Regions from separate parts of the Pan troglodytes genome. Here region 2 is linked to region 1. Evidence: chromatin contacts called from public HiChIP or PLAC-seq data. All regions are on one chromosome and are shown on one strand. Each heading gives the region's core, a stretch centred on a gene start, on an enhancer-like site or on the middle of the called end of the contact. The rest is flanking DNA. Distances are from core to core; before and after follow the strand shown. Region 1 holds the start of TEX54 (testis expressed 54). Region 2 holds the start of INTS5 (integrator complex subunit 5).

Region 1 (3,385 bases), core at 430-2,929:
TCAGCCTTCCTCTAGGTCCGTGTTTATGATCCAGCATCCCCCCAGCGCCGGCCAGTCCTAGAGACCACCTATGGAGAGTACCCACTAACAGCCATGACCCTCACTCCGGGAGGCAAGTGAGTGTTTAGAGGGGAAGGGGTGGGAGGGTGGGGCTTGGGAAGGGCTCCAGGAGGTTACTGCTGATCCCACTTGCCTCTGGTCTCATCCTCAGCTCAGTGATTGTGGGAAACACTCATGGGCAGCTGGCAGAAATTGACCTTCGGCAAGGTGAGTGGACTAGGGTACATTGGGGGAAAGGAAGGAGCAGGGAGAAGGGTCAGGATTCCCTCTAAGGTGGTGCAGTGGGGCCAGTGAGGCCTCATTCAGGTGCCAGATTGCCTGGGTTTAAATCCTGGTTTCCCTAAAAGCTGTATGACCTTAAACTAATTATTTCAACTCCCTGTGCCTTAGTTTCCTCACCTGCGAAATGGAAATATTAGTAGAAGCTCCAGTCTCAGGGTTTTGTTGCAGATTAAATGTTGAAATGGAAAGTGATTGGAACAGGAAACAATGAATGATTGGTTATTGGCCAGCCAGTTATCACGGATGCTTCCCCCCTTCTCTAGGGTGTCTACTGGGCTGTCTGAAGGGGCTGGCAGGCAGTGTGCGTGGGTTGCAGTGCCACCCTTCAAAGCCTCTACTAGCCTCCTGTGGCTTGGACAGAGTCTTGAGGATACACAGGATCCAGAATCCACGGGGTCTGGAGCATAAGGTAAGTTATCTCTCCCACCTCCAACTCATGGTCTTGTGGAGGCCCCGCCTCCTGTGCCCCCCGTTCATGTTTCTGTCTCAGCATGCCTGGCTCCTTAAGGCCCCTCATCTTTTGCAGGTTTATCTCAAGTCTCAATTGAACTGCCTCCTCTTGTCAGGCAGGGACAACTGGGAGGTGAGCAGTTGGGCCCGGGAATGTGGGAGCCAAGGGCATAGATGTGAGGACCTCCCTATGGAGAGGAAAAGGGGGCAGCTGGAATGCAGACCTGGGACTATCTGTTTACCTGCCTGGTCACTTAATTTCTCTGAGAGGCATTAACAGTTAAAATCCTGAGAGGGTTATTGCCAACAGCATGGATGGGGTTGCTTTCTAGGAGCAGGGAATAAAGGTGGTGGTACCCAGAGGGATTCTTTCTCAGCCAGGGTCTCCTTCCCTGTGGGTTTGTCCCTGTGCCCCTGACTACTTTTCTTTTTCCTTTTTTTTTTTTTTTAACTTCTTTTTGTGGAGATGGGGTCTCCTTATGTTGCCCAGTCTGGTCGCTAAGTCCTGGGCTCAAGCAATCCTCCTGCCTTGGTCTCCCAAAGTGCTGAGATTACAGGTGGGAGCCACCGTGCCCGGCCCCCCTGACTCCTAAGCTTTCTTCCCACTCACCAGGATGAGCCCCAAGAGCCTCAAGAACCCAACAAGGTGCCCCTAGAAGACACAGAGACAGATGAACTTTGGGCATCCTTGGAGGCAGCTGCCAAGCGGAAGCTCTCGGGTTTGGAGCAGACCCAAGGAGCTCTCCAAACGAGATGGAGAAAGAAGAAGCGGCCTGGGTCCACCAGCCCCTGACGCCCCTGTGCCCACTTTGTAAATAAACTGCTGAACACCCACCATGACCCTGAGCCTTTTGTGATGGGAGAAAGGAATGAAGGGTAGCTTGGGGTGGGGGCTGCCTGAGCTGGGGCGACGGGATATCTGATGTCACAAAAGCCGGGCCTGGAGGCAGGCAGGCTGGCGTGGGTGGCACGGAGTCCAGGGCCACGCGGGGCCATGGGCTGCTGCCAAGACAAGGACTTTGAGGTGTCTGATGAGCAGTCCAAGGAGGAAGAGTCTAAGGACGGCAGGGAAGATGAGACCACAGACACACAAAGAGGGCCCAGGGAGTGTGAGAGGGGGCTTCCCGAGGGTAGGGGTGAGCTCAGAGGCCTCGTCGTCCCCTCAGGCGCCGAAGGTATCGACTTGAACTCCCCGGACCATCCGAATCACAAGTCGAACGAAAGCCTTCTGATCACCGTGCTGTGGCGGCGACTATCCACGTTCGGTCGTCGGGGCTCCTCGCGGCCAAGCAAGAGGCAATCAGACCAGATTCGGAAGCAGGAGAGTCCGATCCGAGAAGGCAACCAGGAGGAGCCGGAGAAGGGATGACCCCAGACCTGCTCTCAGTCCGCCCCAACCTCCAGAGAATAAAATTTCTAACGTGTACCTGCACGACCACTCTGGGGGACTGGGCGCGGACACCACCGGGCAGCTGGTTCTTTAAGGCTCCTTCCCGGAGGCGGGCCCAGCCCCCTGAGCGCCTGCTGTAGTACTCTGGGGCGGGGTCACGGTGGCGCCTTAGCCAATGGGAGGGCGGGATCGCTCTGCGTTTGGGTGTGGGGCGTGTCTTTCGGGTCGCTGGGCTTGAAACGCGTGGGACCGCCCCCTCGTCACTGGGGGTGGGGTTACGTGTAGGTGACGTGGCTGCTTCCAGTCTTCGGTCGGGTTTCGGCGGCTTCAGTGCTCGGGGAGGAGGCAGTGACGGCCGGTGAGATTGGAAGTGGCGGCGGCGGCAGGCGGCAGAGGGGAGGTAAGATTCGCTTTAAGAGGGGATCTGGCCGCCGTGTCAGCTCTGGGGCAGTGGTTTCACGGGGGCGACGACTGGCGGGGGGGAAGGGAATCAGGGGCGAGCGGGCAAGTCCTGCTGGCCCGGCTCCGGGTGAGCGAATTCCTTGCCGTCCAATCAGGAAAGCCTCTGTTGAGAGAGACGTCGGCCTTAGCTAATGAGTGGTTGAAGTCTTCCAGAAGGCGGACCTTGGGCGGGGGGTGGGACTTCCTGTTTCAAATAAACACCCAGAGGTTTTCCCCCTCCGCCCACCGAAGTGTGTCAGTCTTTGGAGGTCCGTCACTGGCCCTCCCTGAGGGGCCGAAGGAAACCGCGGAAACGAAAGGGCTGGGTTAGGGCCCGGGGCAGTTACACGGGCCGGGCCGGAGTCTCAGGACCACGGGGTTGGCTCTGGCCCTGTCTCTGCTTCAGGGTCCCGGGCCCGCGCTCTGGCCGCCAGAGCCAAGTTGGAAGAAGAGTCTGAAGCGGGTTCGACTTGGGACAGGGGAAAAGCGGGGCCCTTTCCGCTGCTGGTCCGCCCCAGGATTTGCGAGCGTCCTGGGCGCGAAAGTCCATGAGAAGTGCAGAAGGGGCTCGAGGATTTGTTGATTGGGGTGGGGCAGGGGAGTTTGGGGAAAGAAGTTGCCTGGGGAATGACACTCTCCCCTCCACAACAGTCCGAGGTTATGCGTCTCAATGATCCCGCGGAAACGCTACGGGTCTAAGAACACGGATCAGGGTGTCTACCTGGGTCTCTCAAAGACACAGGTCCTGTCCCCTGCAACTGC
Region 2 (3,385 bases), core at 609-3,108, 180 kb after region 1:
CCATACTACCCATTTCAATTTTCGTAACAACCCTTTGAGGTATTTGTACTATTAATATTACCTCCTCATTTCCAGAAGAAGGAACAGTTATGTAGTGGTTAAGTAAAGTATACAACTAGTAGGTAGAAGAGCTGGAACCTGATCTAGGTACACTGGCTTGAGTGAGGGCTCTTGATGAGGTGTACTGGCTCCCTATACAGTTAGCAAGCTCTATCTCTGGCAGGTGTGGGGCTGTGAGTTAGACGAAGGTCCCTATGCTGGGAAGCTGTGGGAGAGAGAGAAGCTTAAATAATGAAGACGGATGGAAGGATGTTATTCATACTTGCTACTGGGAGGACATCTTCAGGCTAGCTAGCCCAATTTGTTTTGGGCTCCCTCTCCCTCCTTCTCTTTCTTAGTTTTTCTTTTTCTTTTATGAGTTTTCTCTTCTTTCCATCTCTTTTCTGCTTTCTCTCTTCCCTTTTCTCTCTCTCTCTTGTAAAAGTATTTTTGTAGGAGGGGTGCAGTGGCTAACACCTGTAATCCCAGCACTTTGGGAGGCTGAGGCGGGCGGATCACCTGAGGTCAGGAGTTTGAGACCAGCCTGGCCAACATGTCTCCAATTAGCTGGGCGTGGTGGCACATGCTTGTAGTCCCAGCTACTTGGGAGGCTGAGGCAGGAGAATTGCTTGAACCTGGGAGGTGGAGGTTGCAGAGACGAGACTGCACTCCAGCCTGGGCGACAGAATGAGATTTTAAAAAAAGCCTGGGTGCGGTGGCTCTTGCCTGTAATCCCAGCATTTTGGGAGGCTGAGGTGGATGGATCACTTGAGGTCAGGAGTTTGAGACCAGATTGGCAGACAGGGGAAAACGTTGTCTCTATAAAAATAAAAAAATTAGCCAGATTTGGTAGTGGATGCCTATAGTCCCAGCTACTCGGGAGGCTGAGGCAGGAGAATCTCCTGAATCTGGAAAGTGGAGGTTGCAGTGAGCTCAGATCTCACCACTGCACTCCAGCCTGGGTGAGGGAGTGAGACTCTGTCTCAAAAGGAAAACGAAACAAAACAAAACAAAAACAAAGAGAGACTGGCTGGGTGTGGTGGCTTACTCCTGAAATCCCAGTGCTTTGGGAAGCTGAGGTGGGTGAATCACTTGAGGACAGGAGTTTGAGATCAGACTGGGCAACATAGCGAGACGCTCGCCCCACCCACCTGCAAATCCCTAACTCTGAAAATATTTAAAAAGTAGCCAAGTGTGATGGCGCACGCCTGTAATCTCAGCTACCTAGAACGTTGAGGTGGGAGGATGTCTTGAGCCCAGGAGGTCGGGGCTGCCGAGAGGGGTGATCCTATCACTGCACGGTCACAAAATAAACAACAATAACAACAACAACAACAACAACAACAAAACCTTCCTATGCTTCATTTTTTTAAAGTCCTGAGTTGAACATTTTGTATTTTTGGCGTTAGGAAAAATGATTAAAATACCCCTGTGAGTGGCCGCGGCCAGTTTTAGTCTCTCTCTCATTCTGTGTGTGTGTATTGGGAGTCTTGCTCTGTCGCCCAGGCTGGAGTGCAGTGGCGCGATCTCGGCTCACTGCAATCTCTGCCTCCCGGGATCAAGCGATTCTCCTGCCTCAGCCTCCCGAGTAATCGGGATTACAGGCATAAGCCACCACGCCTGGCTAATTTTTGTATTTTCAGTAGAGACGGCAGGCTGGTCTTGAACTCCTCACCTCAGGTGATCCGCCCTCTCGGGCTCTCAAAGTGCTGGGTTTATAGGCGTGAGCCACCGCGCCCGGCCTAGTCTGTACGTCAATAGGCTTTTGAATAAAGTGGTTGCATATAGGGCGAATCGGCTTCCTGCTATCATCGTCCCGGGATTATGCTCTGGGACTCCGACAGGGTGCGGAACTAATGTAAGAGGGTCGAGGACATCGCCGGATTAATTTTCCTGCGAGGCCTGGTAGCTGGTTCCTTTCGCGTTTCCTGTCAGCGCGCATGCGCCGCCTGCGCTCCGCCGCTCGCGCCTCGGGTTCGGCTCGGGCTCCGGGATGTCCGCGCTGTGCGACCCTCCCGGGGCCCCAGGGCCACCTGGGCCTGCCCCGGCCACCCACGGTCCCGCGCCTCTCAGGTAGTTAGAGCCCTTGGCACCTTCCCCCCACCGCGCGGCCCCGCGCCTATCCCTAGCCTTCTCGGTAGAAACCCGGATCCTACCTCGAGAACTCACGTCAGGGTTCTCAGAGAGATTCTTGGTCAGGTCCTCCCAGAACTCAGGGACTGCTTCACCAAAACTCAGGGCTCCAGTGCCCGCCCTCCCGACCTCGGGCCTGCCTCTCGCTAGACTCCAATGCCTAACTACCCTCGACCCCGGGCTTCCTCTCCCAAGAGTCGGGGGTATCAGAACTCTTGGGAACCCAGCTGCCCGGGCCATTTTTGACCCTAGGAAACCCAGGGTCCTGACTTCATAGAGACTCCCTGAGACCCCAGGCCCAGAAACAGAATGCAGTCCGGCTGAGATATTCCCTTATATTAGGGTGTTTTTTGGAGGAAACAGAGGAATGGCACTGTTAGAGCCTTATCAGCACCTAGAGGATGCTGTCTTCTTTGACAGAAAAGGCGATAAGAGAAAGGGGATTTGCCACCTCCCATGACATTGGCTTCTGAACCTCTGAGACTGAACCCATATATGTTTTAGGAGGGAAAGGGTTGAAAAGCATTATTACTCTGTGCCCTGGGACACCCTGATGTCCAAGCACATTGAGGGTGCTGAGTAGGTGGTGGTGGTTGATGTGGTGGTAGGTGACTAAGATTTTGCAGAATATGGGAAGAAACAGATGTTAGGAGGGAGAGCCCTTAATAAGGTGCTTACAATTTTTTTTTTTTCCCATTAAGAGATTTCAAGGTGCTTGTGTTGTGGGATGGGGCGGGGCGGGGGTGGTGGTAGAAGGTGATAAAGTGGAAAGGTGTTTTTTTTTTTTTTTTTTTTTTGAGATGGTCGCCCTGACTCCCAGGCTGGAGTGCAGTGGCGTGATCTTGGCTTACTGCAACCTTCGCCTCCTGGGTTCAAGCGATTCTCATGCCTCAGCCTCCTGAGTAGCTGGGATTACACCATGCCTGGCTATTTTTTTTTTTTTTTTGTATTTTTAATAGAGATGAGGTTTCACCCTGTTGGCCAGGCTGGTTTCGATCTTCTGACCTCAAGTGATCCACCCTCCTTGGCCTCCCAAAGTGCTAGGATTACAGACGTGAGGCACCTCAGCCAGCCTGGAAATGTTTTTAAAGCAGATATTATAGAAACACAAATATAGTCAATTCAACAAATATTTATTGACTACCTTCCATATACTGTGTACTTCAATAGAAGTGGATTCAGTGTTGAAGAGCACAGAAATGGTTCCTACACT

Evidence for each region. HiChIP or PLAC-seq counts read pairs in DNA pulled down with a chosen protein or histone mark.
Region 2: an H3K4me3 HiChIP or PLAC-seq map of stem cell-derived excitatory neurons shows a contact between it and region 1, with 2.1 times the contacts expected there. The contact joins the promoter of INTS5 here to the promoter of TEX54 in region 1. A contact is called at or near these places in 1 of 7 Hi-C or Micro-C datasets (stem cell-derived neural progenitor cells) and 1 of 1 datasets of contacts at active chromatin or transcription factors (stem cell-derived excitatory neurons).

The regions. Positions count from the first base shown.
Region 1 is chr9:65,143,005-65,146,389 of NHGRI_mPanTro3-v2.0_pri, reverse strand. TEX54 (testis expressed 54) reads left to right here and starts at 1,679. Exons shown (of 1, transcript XM_054662365.2): 1 at 1,679-2,218. The coding sequence starts at 1,715. The coding sequence ends at 2,161. STX5 (syntaxin 5) reads left to right here and starts at 2,249. Exons shown (of 11, transcript XM_508504.8): 1 at 2,249-2,582; 2 at 3,275-3,385. The coding sequence starts at 3,294. WDR74 (WD repeat domain 74) reads left to right here. Exons shown (of 12, transcript XM_063782979.1): 8 at 16-116; 9 at 212-267; 10 at 606-751; 11 at 869-925; 12 at 1,406-1,626. The coding sequence ends at 1,585.
Region 2 is chr9:64,965,647-64,969,031 of NHGRI_mPanTro3-v2.0_pri, reverse strand. INTS5 (integrator complex subunit 5) reads left to right here and starts at 1,858. Exons shown (of 2, transcript XM_001154137.7): 1 at 1,858-2,112. The coding sequence starts at 2,033.